Regions from separate parts of the Sus scrofa genome. Here region 2 is linked to region 1. A link is a contact called in public Hi-C data. All regions are on one chromosome and are shown on one strand. Each heading gives the region's core, a stretch centred on a gene start, on an enhancer-like site or on the middle of the called end of the contact. The rest is flanking DNA. Distances are from core to core; before and after follow the strand shown. Region 1 overlaps PDE8A (high affinity cAMP-specific and IBMX-insensitive 3',5'-cyclic phosphodiesterase 8A). Region 2 has its middle 18 kb from the start of PDE8A.

Region 1 (6,989 bases), core at 3,028-5,527:
GCATATTTTCCTCCCTCAAAAAACAGAGCATAATCATATGTTATGTGTATTTCACCACAATAAAAAGAAAGTAGGGCATGGCTAGCACAACTTAATCTTTCTTTTATAAACACAAGATGACCCAGCAGAGCCATCTCTGTGAGTACGAATTTCCACTGTCTAGCACGTTATCTGTGGCCGGCTATGGACCTGACTGAACAAGACAAAGAAGCCAAGTTTTCCTCAGCACCTCGCCCCTCTGTCACCTTTTCTATTTGTGCCCCCCAGCCCTCCTTAGATACTTCTCCTGCCTCGCAGTGGTCCCCCAAGACTGCCAGCACCAGAAAACTAAGATGTTTTACTAACCTTCTCCGAGTGCTCCCCATCAAAAGTTAGCGATAGCAAGAATCTTGGAAACCAAGGGTTCCAAATTTACAGCTGAGAAAACACATCCCCAGAGAAGGCAGAGAGTTACCCAGAGGCAAACAGCTGGGCAGGGAAGAGCCCGGTGCTGGGCCCAAAGCTCTCTCCACATCTCCCATGGATGTGGCATCAGATAACACATCAAAAAAATCTGGGCTGGACCAAAAAAAAAAAAAAAAAAAAGTGGGCGGGGGGGTGGGGGTGAGGGAGAGCTCCTGTTGTGGTACAACAGGAGCCACTGGGGTGGGTTCGATCCCTGGCCCAGCACAGTGGGTTAGGGATCCTGCACTGCCACAGCTGTGGTTTAGGTTGCAACAGTGGCTCCAATCCCTGGCCTGGGAGCTCCATATGCTGTGGCACAGCCAAAAATCACACACACACACATACACACACACAAAAACCAACTAGGCTACAGTGACAATGTGGAAATAGGAAAGAAACACAAGTAGCACAGCAGGCACTAGATTCAGACCACAGGGAAGTTTGAGACCGCTGGAGGTGGGTCGCAACGGGGTGAGAGCCACCTCATCTGACTACCTGAAAGGTGAACTCTCACCACCAAGGAGACAAGGACATGGAAATGCCCATGTTCCTGCAAACAACCCTGTGATAAGATGTCATCTTTCTGGCAGCTCAGTTTTTAACTCCTGTTATACTTGGTTTTTAGTCTTTTCCATCTCCTGAAAGTCAAGATTTAAATGTCCTTAAAATTAATACATCATAAAATTTTAGATCATATATTAAAATGATGATTTTTCTTCCTCAAATAAAATTTTCTTTTAAATAAAATGGATCTTTCACTTTTGCCTTGCTTCCATCAGCAGCAAATGACTTTCTTTAAAAAGCATTTTTCTTAGATTTATGTCTGGATACCCAGAATTCTTTTTTGATATTGATATCTGCAGTGTCAGTAAAAAGCACATTCATCTAATGTTAGGAGACAAAATTTTCCAAATTTTTTATAACTTTAAAAACATCTAGAATATAATATAATATGCCTTGTTGCAGTACTATGAAGGTGACAGTTGTCGTTAATTACACATAGGGTTTCATCTTAACCCTTAATGGTTCTCATTCACAAATTCTTACTGTTTTAAGCAAAGCAAAGCAAAACAAAAAAGATAAAGATCAAAGATCAGTCCTAGAAATAATGCTACTCTAATACCTTGCTTATTTTACATGCATGGAAGGCAACTTAAAAGACACTGAATTTAACCCGACAGATTTCTGGGCTGACTTTATTGTCACAAATGCGAGTGGGGATAGTGAGGCCTGGGTCTCAGGCTTACCTGCACAGCGCCTCTGCATCCAGCTGCCGGGGATTTCTGTGGTCTATGATGATGATGTCGTGATGTTTGTCCAGGAAACAGGCAAGGACAGTATGAGCCTCCTTGGTAACTGTACACTTAAACCCTGCTTTTTCACATGCCCTACAGAATCCATTACACTGGTTATCTTCTTTGGTAAACACTAAAAGTACCTGAATCAAAAAAGCATGAATACTTTAAAAAAAAAAAAGAATATTGCTAGAATTGTCATTTCTTAACAAGCCACAGAAAACTTGAAGCGTTTTCAAGGCAAGTACACAGCTGTGAACATTACCATCTGTTGAATAAATCCTTTTCCTACACGTAACTCAGAGATGTTATCACTCAGCTCCCTGAAATGAGTGCTATTCTATCCGTTCTTAGTCTAGAAGCCAGTGCATGGATCATATACTTATTTCTTTTGCTAACAAGCTCACTGGGAGAACTCAACAAAGACTTGATTATGTATTTTATCTTAAAACTGAATCAATTGAAACATATAAACATTTATTTTAGTTAATAATAAGTTAACTAGGTAGGTCCTTAGATGGCAAATGCTATGGTAATATTTCAGTCAAACTCCTAGAATACTTTTTTTTTTTTCTTTTTAGGGCTGCACCTGCAGCATATGGAAGTTCCCAGGCTAGGGGTTGAATCAGAGCTACAGCAGCTGGCCTACACCACAGCTGCAGCAACATGGGATCCAAACAGCATCTGCGACCTGTGCTACATGTGGCAATGCCAGATTCCCTAACCCACTGAGTGCAGCCAGGATCGAACCCACATCCTCACAGATACTAGTCAGGTTCACAACCCTCTAAGAGCCACAACAGGAACTCCCAGAATACCTAACACTTTAAATGATGCACTTTATTTAAATAATGCACCTAATACTTTAAATAATGCACCAATACCACAAATGGAAAGAATTAAAAGCAAGCATGTTTTGCCAGTCCCTTCATGTTTTAAAAGATGAGCATGCATTTGTGTAGAGGAAGCATCACCTAAATTTGGAGCTAAATTTCACTTGGCTATTTTATTTAATATTCTGGATTAGATAATTTATAGATAGTTTTTCTCTGCTAGAGCTGATTCAGCAACACAGAGTGGACCATGCCTTTACTTTTTATATTGGAAAATTTCAAACCTACAGAAAAGCTGTGAATGACAACGACTGCTGGTACATCCTTCTTCTAGTTTCATTAGTTGTTAACATTTTGCCACCTTTGCTCCCCCCACTCCCAAGTATACACATTATTTTATTGCTGAACCTTTTAAAATAGGTTGCAAACATTTCTTCATCACTAAATACCTCAATGCATATTCCTAAGAAAAGTACATTCTCTAGCTTGAGTACTATTACCAAGTTTAGGAAACTGAACATTGCTTCAATATCTTATTTAAAACAGAAGACTATTTTCAAGGTATAACTCTAAACCCACTCCTTCCCCCTCTGTAAAGAAAACCAACATGGAAATTACAGTGTGGTATATATTGTTACCTGAAGTTGATCTGGATGAAATCTCATGGGGCCAAATTGCACATCAGCTATTGCTACCTGTAAGAAAAAGAACTGCTTAAAAATGAAAAGAATGAAAAAAGGCAAGCTTGCTTTAAAGGTGGAGAGCAGGAGAAATAAAATGAGTGATCCCTGCCTCTTTTTCCCCAGCTGTGTGTGACTTTAGGCAAGTTACTCAACTTCCTTTAGCCTTGATTTCTCCCTTGTTACAAAGATCAAACAAGATTACAATATAAAGAGCCCCCCTAAATTAGACACTGAATAAACACTGTTCCTTCTATGTCCACTTATTTCCCCTGACAATGAAATCTTACATCTAGAATGGCACATAAATAATGAAATAAAAAAATCAGAAACACAAGACATCAGAGCCAAAGATTTTTGAGACGTTGTTGCCACTTTCATCATACAGAGGAGCAGTCAATGCTTATCAATACATGCTTATCTGAGAACTTAATACCAAGACACAAAGATAAACACAATGTCACAACCAAACCTCAGTGAGTAGTAATAGTCATAGTGCCAATGGAGGGCTGAGCACACGCTGGGCACTGTGCTAAGGGCTGAACATGTCATCTCATGATCTTGATCTTCGTAACATGATGAGAGATTTCAGTTGGAAAACTCAGTTTCCCAGCAGTTTATGTCCACACAGAAGCAAGTGGCGGCTGGGATTCCATTGACCAGTCTGTTTAGTTCTATAACCTGTGCTGCAGACCCAGGGCCCCTGGAAGGTTTGGGAAGTCTGTGCACTGCACAAAGGAACACAAGGGAGGGAAATATAGGGCTGAAATCCAGCATCAAGCCATAACCCCTGGCCCTCTGTGGCTACCCAAAAGAGACACATTTTTGCAATTTTTCCATAAACACTATATGTGTTGAAGGGACCCCTACCCTCCTACGGCCTCTGAGTGACGGTGTGATTCCATACTGAGAACAGAGCAGCAGCAGAACTAGATCTACTCACCTTCCCACAAGATACTCCCTGACTGCCCACCTCCCATCTCTCTCTCAAGCAGTGATCTAACCCACACTAAATACAGAAAACGAAACCCTTCTAGTGATAGAGGAAGTCTGTGTATATCTTTAACTGCTAGAAGCTGATGTCTACTAATTATGGGACACAGGCTCAGTTTCTGATTTGCTTTGTAGTAATTTCATCTCAGAAGGTGTAAGAGTGAGGGTGGCTACTACTCTGGACCTAAGACTGAGGAGGAAGGCCTGCAGTAGGGAGAAGCGTGAGCACAGACACCCCATGGCACCATCTAACCTCCTGAGCGGGGCAGCAACAGGCCAGCCTCGTATCAAGACGCACAGCTGGATGCTAAAGCCAGAGGTTCTGAGAGAAGATGATCTAGGAGGGCCAAGAAAGACTTGAAAGCCAGAGATCTGCTCTATGTAATCATACTCCCACAGAGCAGTGAGAAAGCAAGAGACACGCTGAGACAGCAGTCTGAACAATGAGTTTTTTGTGGGTTTTTCTGAACAAAGTTTAAAGAAATGGATGAATGAATGAACAAGAAATGATACAGGCCTACTGCTTGGAGAAGACAGTGGAACTACTCAGAAAAAAGAAAGAAAAAAAAATGAAAGGAAAACCATTTTGCTAATTTTCTACAGTATTGGGGGAGGGGGTGCAGTTTCATAAAAGAAAGCAGAAAACCCATCAGTAGGAGGGATGTGCCTCTGCCCAGGATAAAGTGGTTGTTAGACAGCATCTGGGTCCTCTGTGTAAACTGGGGACTGCAGCCTCTCACAGAGGATACACATGAGATTTGCTAGGAGGTATTATTAAGCAGATAAAAAATAAAGTCTGAGAGGAAGACAATATTCATGAAGAGCATAAAAACATGTTATACTAGGTCACAAAGAAAACCTTAAAACACATTCGTAAAAGTAAAAACTTAGGTGTTCCCGTCGTGGCTCAGTGGCTACTGAATCCCACTAGAATCTATGAGGATGTGAGTTCAATCCCTGGCCTTGCTCAGTGCGTTAAGGATCTGGTGTTGCCGTGAGCTGTAGAGTCACAGACGCAGCTCGGATCTGGCGTTACTGTGGCTGTGGAGTAGGCCAGCAGCTACAGCTCTCATTCGACCCCTAGCCTGGGAACCTCGATATGCCTCGCATGCAGCCCTAAAAAGACAAAACAAACAAACAAAAACTTGTATAGTTTTTATTTTCAACCACAATGCAATCAGGACAAAATTAAAAATGTAAGTTAAAAAAATACCCCCTCCCCGGAAAATTTTAAAATATTAACTCAGTTAATATTGGATTAAAGAGGAAATGAAAACTATACCTATGATTACTTTGAAAATAACAAAAATGAGAATGTCATGTACTAAGATATTAGTAAAATAATATCAAAATTATGGTTAGAGGCAAAATTCAGTCTTAAATCTTCTTATCATGAAACAAGAATTAAGTAATTATACTAAGCTTTCAAATCACTAAATTTGAGAAAGTTAACAATACAAACTTAAGGAAACCAGGAGGAGAAAATTAAGTTAAAGGTAACAATTAATAAAATTTTTAAATGTTAGTGACTAATTTGGTTTTAAAAAATACATTTATGTGTATATACAGTATTAGTAACAAGCTGAGGGGCAAGATAAAAGTATAGGTGGCTGAGGCAAGGTCTCATCTCACCTGGGAAACAATTCTGAGTACATGATCTACACCACAGGCGGGTAAAATAACTTTTACAAAGGAAAGCATAACTTTATGATCTCGACTTGTTAAATAACTCACCACTCCCTTAATTTTAAGAAATAAAAGAAGCTATAGACTAATTTTTTAAAGATCATGGACTCTGCCTCAATATAATTTTAGTGGTATTATTTTAAAATGTTACTGTTTGAGCAATGCCATTTTACCATTGAACACTTATTTACTTAACTACATTGCATTTTAACCTTACATCCTGTCTACGGGGTATATCCGGCTCTCGGGACCTCTGCCGAGCAGTGTCCCAGCAGAGCAGGACAACTACTTACCACTGCTGCCCCCCCAAATAACCACCGCCAGGAAATGTGATGACATTACTCAGTGAGCAGACGTCAGCAGTGGGCCCTCAGAGTAAACAACTTCGCAGCCGCTCTGGATAAAGGGGATCAGAACTACTAGAATTCATGTATTCATCCTTTCTCTGTGTATGAAATCAGAATCCAACTATCCTAGTGCTTCAGGCCAGAGACCTTTTAACATTTTTTATTTTCAAATCAATTTTAACAACATATCTGTCAGCTTCAAAGCAACTAATACTTTCAGGTAATATAGAAACAACAATTTATTCATGAGTTAAATCAGCAATCATACAAGCTGTTCAGTTTTTAAATATTTATTTAAGATTTACTGTTTAAAAAGATTGTTAAACTGGGACATCAGATGTCTGTATTTTAATATTTCAAAATAATTTTTTGTAAATATGGCTGATAGAAATCAGAAATAAATTATTATTAGATGCTTTGGTGAACCACCTATAAGACTTATTTTGTTTGCCTAAATGACCTAACATCATGACACTAGAGGGCAAAGTGACTGTGTTATGAATCCTTTGGGAGTAGGAGAGAAGAGAGACACATAATTCCAAGCTGCCTAAATATTATACTCCCTGAAGCTCCCTGTCTCTTGTATGCATTTTTTTTACTGTAACTTTTGTCCCCATTTGCCACGTTACATATTTTATTTGCCTTCTTAATAAAGGAGTGTCAGGACTTCTCCTGTGGTGCAGCAGGTTAAGGATCCACTGTTGTCACTGC
Region 2 (6,991 bases), core at 1,013-3,512, 87 kb after region 1:
TGGGTTAAGGAGCCTGCATTGCCGTGAGCTGTGATGCAGGTCACAGACATGGCTCAGATCTGGCATTGCTGTCACTGAGGTGCAGGCCAGCAGCTGCAGCTCTGATTCACCCTAGCCTGGGAACTTCCATATGTCACAGGTGCGATCCTAAAAAGCAAACAAAAAACAAACAAACAAACACCAACAGGACTTCTTATGTTACCTAGCAAGAAGTCAGGCAGCAGGTGCTCCAAGACTGGCCCAGTAGCTCAGTGAGGTCATGTGGTACCAACATGGAGCAATGAGGCCCACCTCCTGGGACTCGAACCCTTGCATAGTCCCTCCTCCTTTAAATAGCACTGGCCAGTCTAGCCAGTAGGAGACTGCAGAAATGACAGACAGCATGTGACTTCAAGGCAATGTGGTAAAAGTCACTGTGGTCGCCACCTCCTTCTGTGCCTTGGGTCACTCGCTCTGGAGGATGCCAGCTGCTATGGGGTGAAGTCACTCAGGAAGCTTTTGGGAGGCTCATGTAGAGAGGAGCTGAGGCCTCTTGCCAACAGCCTGGTGAGTGAGCCATCTTGGCAAATGGATCCTCCAGCTCCAATCAGGCCTTCAAAGGACTGCAGCTCCGGACACACAGTTTAACCGCAACCTCATGAGAGAACTCAGGCCAGGAACACTGGCTTAGCTACACTGAGCTAGGCCTTGGACTGAGTTTCCACATCCCACCCTCACAGCACCCATGCAGCAGGCTTTATTATTCCCCCATGCTGCAGCCCAGGAAACCAGGACGTGGCTGAAATGGGATACAACCAAGTCCTCCCATGGGGGTTGGGCTGGAAGAGCTGCCCCATTTCTGCTTACCTGGAGCACTTCGGAAATCCCCTGTTTGGACTTCCTGTTGTGGCTCCATGGTTGATACACCTAACTAGTAGCCATGAGGACATGGGTTCAATCCCTGGCCTTGCTCAGTGGGTTAAGGATCCGGTGTTGCCATGAACTGTGGTGTAGGTTGCAGACATGGCTTGGATCCTGTGTGGCTGTGGTATAGGCCAGCAGCTGTAGCTCCAATTGGCCCCTTAGCCTGGGAACCTCCATGTGTTGTGGGCATGGCCTAAAACAAACAAAAAAAGAAACCCCCTATTCTAGGCCACTTGCCCTTGGTCTCTTGTTCCCCAGTTCTTCCTCCACTATGGGGCTCAGCTAAGTACCTTCCAAACCCTCCACCTCCTGGTAGGGCCAGAGGGAATCCTTACTCTCTGGTTCACTAAACCTGTGCCTGCACATAACCCTGCCTGTGCCATCACTCCCCAGCTGACAAGGCACCCTCAGCCTTATCCACAAACACAGACAGTTCCTGGGTGTCACAGGTGCACCTGCAGGCAGTACTTCCAGGAACAGCGATGCTTTGTTAGAAACAAGGCCACCTAGGGCATGATGCAACACCCCCTGGGGGGGGGTTCCCCTCCAAAGTGGCCCCAGGAGAGGCCCCGGCAGAGGCTAGTCCCTACAGGGCTGCTGCCGGAGACACCCACACTGTCTGGGGCCAGGTCTCTCCTGGGGATTTAGGCTTATGCAATTTTTCCTCGAGTTTCATTTCCTTTTTCTTTTTGCTCTCTATGTTCATTATTATGTCTGTGTCTAAATGAATATTGTGCAGCTCCTATGTCAGTGAACAAGAAGTAGCTAGGGAGTTCCCACTGTGGCTCAGTGGAAAAGAACCCAACTCGAACCCATGAGGATGAGGGTTTGATCCTTGGCCTTGCTCAGTGGGTTAAGGATCTGGCGTTGTCTTGAGCCACAATGTAGGTCGCAGATTTGGCTCGGATCCCATGTTGCTGTGGCTGTGGTGCAGGCCAGCAGCTATAGCTCCGATGTGACCCCTACCTGGGAACTTTCATATGCCGCGAGTACAGCCCTAAAAAGCAAAAAAAAAAAAAAAAAAAAAAAAAAGAGAGAGAAGTAGTTAATAGTCCCCTCCCAGAAGGGGGAGGATCAGAGCAGGACAGTGGGTTAGGCTGTCACCATTCATTTGAGAACCAGTGACTTTGAAACTGCTTTTAGGAAGGGGAACCATTTTGTCATAGGAAATGAGAACAGGAAGCACTGAAGCCTTTGGTGAGATGGGAGCAGAAAATTCAGCTTAACGTCAGCCCCTCCCTGCCAGGAACATCCCCCCGCCCCGCCGTCCCCTGCCTCCAGCTCTGTGGAGAACAGCGAGCAGTTTCAGGCCGGCCCCCTCCCCCACTTCAGGAAGCCTAACAAACCAGCATCTGTCAGGGCTTTAGTCCTATTTCTGTACCTTTAGGATTAGCTGCAGGAGGTGCCGCTGTGTGTGCCAGAAGACCTTAAATAACAGAAGCGTAAACAACCTAGATGTCTCTTTTTCTTGCAGGTAAACAAAGCCCAGAGGGAGTAATCAGAGATGCAGGCTCAGATGATCCAGGCACTGGACCATCTGAGCGGCCTGAACTCACTGTAAGCACCACTCCAGCAGCGTAGCCTTGCGCCACCCCCAGCCCCAGGTTCCACCGCGTGGTTCCAAGCCTGCTTCTCTCACATCTGCATTCTAGCTGGAAGGAAGGAGGGAGGGAGGGGGAATGTGAGGTGACCAACTCTGCTGGCTGGCCCAGGACAGAGGATCACCCGAGATGAGGAGCTTTCTCTGCTAAAGTCAGGAGAGCCTCAGGCAAACAGGGACATGCTGATCACCTAGATGAAGGGTCTGGACCCTCCCTTAAGGACACTTTTTGGAAGTCATATATGTTTCTTTTATCTCATTGGCCAAAACTTAGTCACATGGCCCCATTTAGCTGCAAGGAGGCTGGGAAGTGTTGGTTTATTCTGGGGGCCGTATGTTCAATTAAACACTTCATGTAAGAAAAGAAGAAGGGAGTTCCTGTCGTGGCTGAGTGGTTAATGAGTCCGACTAGGAACCATGAGGTTGCAGGTTGGATCCCTGGCCTTGCTCAGTGGGTTAAGGATCCAGCGTTGCTGTGAGCTGTGGTGCAGGTCGCAGATGCAGCTCGGATCCTGCATTGCTGTGGCTGTGGTGTAGGCTGGCAGCAACAGCTCCAATTAGATCCCTAGCCTTGGAACCCCTATATGCCGCGGGAGTAGCCCTAGAAAAGGCAAAAAGACCAAAAAAAAAAAAAAAAAAAAAAAAAAAAAAAAAAAAAAAGGAAAGAAAGAAAAAGAAAAAGAAAAGTGGGAGGAATAGCCATTGGAGTCAACGCTCGCGGTCCCTACTGGCTTCCCTCCCTCATCCCAGCCACTCCCACCCTCTGAGCATGTCCTGCTGCCGCAGCATCTCACACAGATATGGGCTTTTTGCTTGGCTGTGACCTTTATTTTCCTGCTTGGCTGCAGTTAAAATTTCCCTTCAGCAATGTGGCTTCCACCTGTCCTGGGTATCCCCACACCAGCCAGTCCCAAATCCAGACAGCAGACAGGACTGCTGGAGACAGCGCTTCCTAAACTGCCTCAACCAGACTGCCATGCAGGCTGGGCGCTGGGCTTCCTTGTTATCATGATTTTGCTTTTCAGGGCCTCACTCGAGCCATATGGAGGTTTCCAGGCTAGGGGTCGAATCAGATCTGTAGCCACTGGCCTACGCCACAGCCACAGCAACGCCAGATCCAAGCCACATCTGTGACCTACACCCAAGCTCACATCAACACCAGATCCCCGACCCACTGAGCGAGGCCAGGAACTGAACCCATGTCCTCATGGATATTAATCGGGCTCATTACTGCTGAGCTGCAATGGGAACTCCCTGGGCTTCCTTAATAAAGAGCTTCGAAAGCAAGGATATCCCAAGGCTTGGGGGCAGGGCAAAGAGGGTCACAGCAACCTTCTCCCCCCACCCCCACCCCCTGCTTCCCTCCTTTCCCTTCCCCGCCCCTTCCTTCCTCCTCATCAGACATCAGGTACTGAAGGTACCATGATACACAAAATAGACACAGTTCCTGCATCCGAGAGCTTACAGATTAGCCTTTGGAACAAAGGAACACTCCTGTATAACAGGTATGCCAAAGGCCAAGATAGGAACTTTGAGGGAGTGTCGTGGGAGGCCTAGAGCAGATTCCCAATCCAGACTCGGAGGTTCAGAGAGTGTCCTAGAGCGTATGATCGAGTTTGGTCCTGAGGACCAAGTAGAAGCTGGCTCCTAAAGGATGTGTCGAATGAGCCAGGTGGGAGCGGGGAGAGTTCAAGTACCTGGAGCAGCTTATAGAGGAGCCACCGGGGACGAGAGAATGTGGCCCCTTCAGGGGACTGGAGGCAGTTCAGTGAGGTTGGAGCCAGAAGGGAGGGGCTGTGCTGGAGGTGAAATGAGGGGGTCTTCGGGGGCCGGATCACAACCGTCCTCATAAGCAATGAGAAGCGGGCATTTTGCCCGAAAGGCCCACCTGGGCCACCTGCCTCTTAACCACCTAGCTGCCCTTGTACCGCGGACCCGGGCTTTCCCTGGATCAGACGCCCCATGAACGAGCCTGCTGGGCAGTGGCTGACAGTAGATGAGAGTGTAGCTTGCCCCCTAGGAAGGTACCCACCCTGGTTAGGCCAGAGTTGAAGATGGGCCAGTCCACCCACTGCCACACTGCGAGTGATGGATGTCCCCCTCTGAACTGTGTGCCACCATTGGGGAGTGTAGCCCTCTCCCCTGCTTCCAGACCTGGGCCCGCTTCTCCACGCCCCTCTGTCAGGAAATGTCCTGACAGCCCATTCTAGCAAGAGATCAGGATGGAGGGTTTGGGGATCCCTCCCCACCCAGAGACACACATTGGTGGGCATCTGCTCCTGGGGGAAGGGTATATATAAAACCCCAGACTAAGGGTCACATGGAACTTTCTGTGCTGGTAGCCACTTGCTGGCTGCTGGGCCTGAGAGCAAACAGTGTGTAAGGACTCCCTGAGGGATCGCAGAGCTGCAATGGTCTGCCATATTAATTCAGTTTAAATCGGACGCTAGGTCACCATCCCACGGGGCTGGTGAAGATATTCACGCTCACTGCACCTGCGGTGTATGGAAAGTCCCAGGCTAGGGGTCAAATCGGAGCTACAGCTGCCAACCTACACCACAGCCACAGCAACACAGGATCCGAGCCACACCTGTGACCTACACCACAGTGCACGGCAACACTGGATCCTCAACCCACTGAGCAAGGCCAGGGATCAAACTTGCATCCTCATGGATACTAGTCAGATTCATTTCCTCTGAGCCACAGTGGGAGCTCCTACAAAGTGGTGATTTTAAAAGAAGCAGGATAAAGGAGAACTAGTTCTCAAGCAGATCAGCCAGGAAGAGTACAGAGAGTACTGAAGATCTGGAAACCGATTCTCCTAAAATCATCCATGTCTACCTAGCCTTGGGTTACCATTGAAGTTTAAAGACCATTGAAATAAGCAGTGTCATAACAACATTATGAATGAATGTATTTACACTTAATACAACCATTTGAAAGGATACTTATACAGCCATTTAAAAGGAGTAAAATATACCGACTGAAAGAATTCTAAGGCATGTTGTTCAGTGAAAAAAGCAAATGTTAGAAGTATTTTTTAGGGACTTCCTGTTGTGGCTCAGTGGAAATGAATCCAACTAGGAACCACGAGGTTGCAGGTTCCATCCCTGGCCTTGCTCAGTGGGTTAAGGATCCAGCATTGCTGTGAGCTGTGGTGTAGTTCACAGACGAGGCTCAGATCCTGCATTGCTGTGCAGGATGTGGTGCAGGCCGGCAGCTGTAGTTCCAATATGACCCCTAACCTGGGAACCTCCATATGCTGCAGGTATGGCCCCAAAAAGCAAAAAAAAAAAAAAGTATTTTATATATCTATGTGTTTGTATATTTTATATATGTATGTGTCATGTTTTTTACTTGCATAAAAAGGAGATCTTGAAGAATGCATACCCAACTGTAAACAGCATTTACCTTCTGCAGGGGGTCAGGAGTGTGGGGAAGGTGAAAAGAGATTTTTCATTGCTTGTTCCAGGGTACTCATGTACTACTTGAATCTTTTACAGTTGAGAATATATTATATCCCTAGTGTAGGAAAAAAGTTAAATAATTTTAATAATAAAAGGGGAAAAAAAACACTTAAAAGAAATTCAAGCTCAGGTATATCATTCAGCTTTCCTCCCTCCACCCCAATGTTTTCTCAAGGTCCCAGGGTCTTAGACGGGACCAGAGCCTTGGGGTGGCCCTTCTGGTCACACCAGTGGCTGCAGGACTGTCCCCAGCCCCAGCCCTATGCTCCCTCAGGTGTGGGGGCTCGGCCAATTTGGGGTGGCTCTCAGGGTGTGGAAATTCAGGGAAGGGGTGTGCACTCTGTGTCTAAGGCCCGCCCTCCCTGGGTGCACCAGGCGGCCTTTCCCTCCAAGGCCTTGTCATCTCCTGAGCCCTGCCCAGAGCCAGAGAATGGGAACCATCCTCAGCCCTCCCCATGGAGTCACACTCTGCCCCTTCCCCTTCTGGGGCAGAAATCTCTCTCTCCCTCCTTTTGGCTCCTAAAGGCCCACCCTTTCTTTCTCTTCTTCCAGGATGTGTCACAGAATCTCCAGAGAGTCAAGGTTATTACAAAAGAGAGCCACTGACTTCCAGAAGCTTCTGTGCTCTGACCACCAAAAATACCCAAAGCAAGGAAATACCAAGGGACTGGCTCCCTGCTTGAGAGAGCCCAGGGAAGAAGTAACACACAATATTTCAATAAATCATCTTTTTTTTTTTTTTTTTTTTTGTCTTTTCAGGGCCACACAGTGGCATATGGAAGTTTCCAGGCTTGGGGTCGAATCAGAGCTGTGGCTGCCGGCTTACACCACAGCCGTGGCATCTCAGGATCTGAACCACGTCGGGTGACCTACACCGCAGCTCAGGGCAACGCCAGATCCCCTGACCCACTGAATGAGGCCAGGGATGGAACCCGCGTCCTCACGGATCCTCATTGGATTCATTACTACTGAACTACAATCATCTTGCCTCCGCTGCAGGATAAAGGACATGCCTCTCACT

The links. Hi-C and Micro-C count contacts between places; a contact is called where the count stands out from the background.
Region 2: a contact with region 1 is called in a Hi-C map of retroperitoneal adipose tissue, with 2.0 times the contacts expected there. The contact joins two enhancer-like sites. A contact is called at or near these places in 1 of 5 promoter capture datasets (fetal liver), 25 of 47 Hi-C or Micro-C datasets (adipose tissue, alveolar macrophages, blood and 13 more) and 2 of 2 datasets of contacts at active chromatin or transcription factors (alveolar macrophages and skeletal muscle).

The regions. Positions count from the first base shown.
Region 1 is chr7:52,483,999-52,490,987 of Sscrofa11.1, forward strand. PDE8A (high affinity cAMP-specific and IBMX-insensitive 3',5'-cyclic phosphodiesterase 8A) reads right to left here. Exons shown (of 22, transcript XM_021098898.1): 2 at 3,211-3,267; 3 at 1,692-1,882. The coding sequence starts at 3,237. Among named protein-coding and RNA genes, the nearest start is that of MIR9848, 69 kb to the right of the region's middle. Within about 2 kb of position 4,278, at least 12 of the 83 cell types and tissues checked have an H3K27ac peak or open chromatin away from gene starts, as enhancers often do. A contact at or near this core is called in alveolar macrophages, retroperitoneal adipose tissue and spleen, where this site is marked.
Region 2 is chr7:52,572,994-52,579,984 of Sscrofa11.1, forward strand. No RefSeq gene overlaps it. Among named protein-coding and RNA genes, the nearest start is that of PDE8A, 18 kb to the left of the region's middle. Within about 2 kb of position 2,263, at least 15 of the 83 cell types and tissues checked have an H3K27ac peak or open chromatin away from gene starts, as enhancers often do. A contact at or near this core is called in alveolar macrophages, retroperitoneal adipose tissue and spleen, where this site is marked.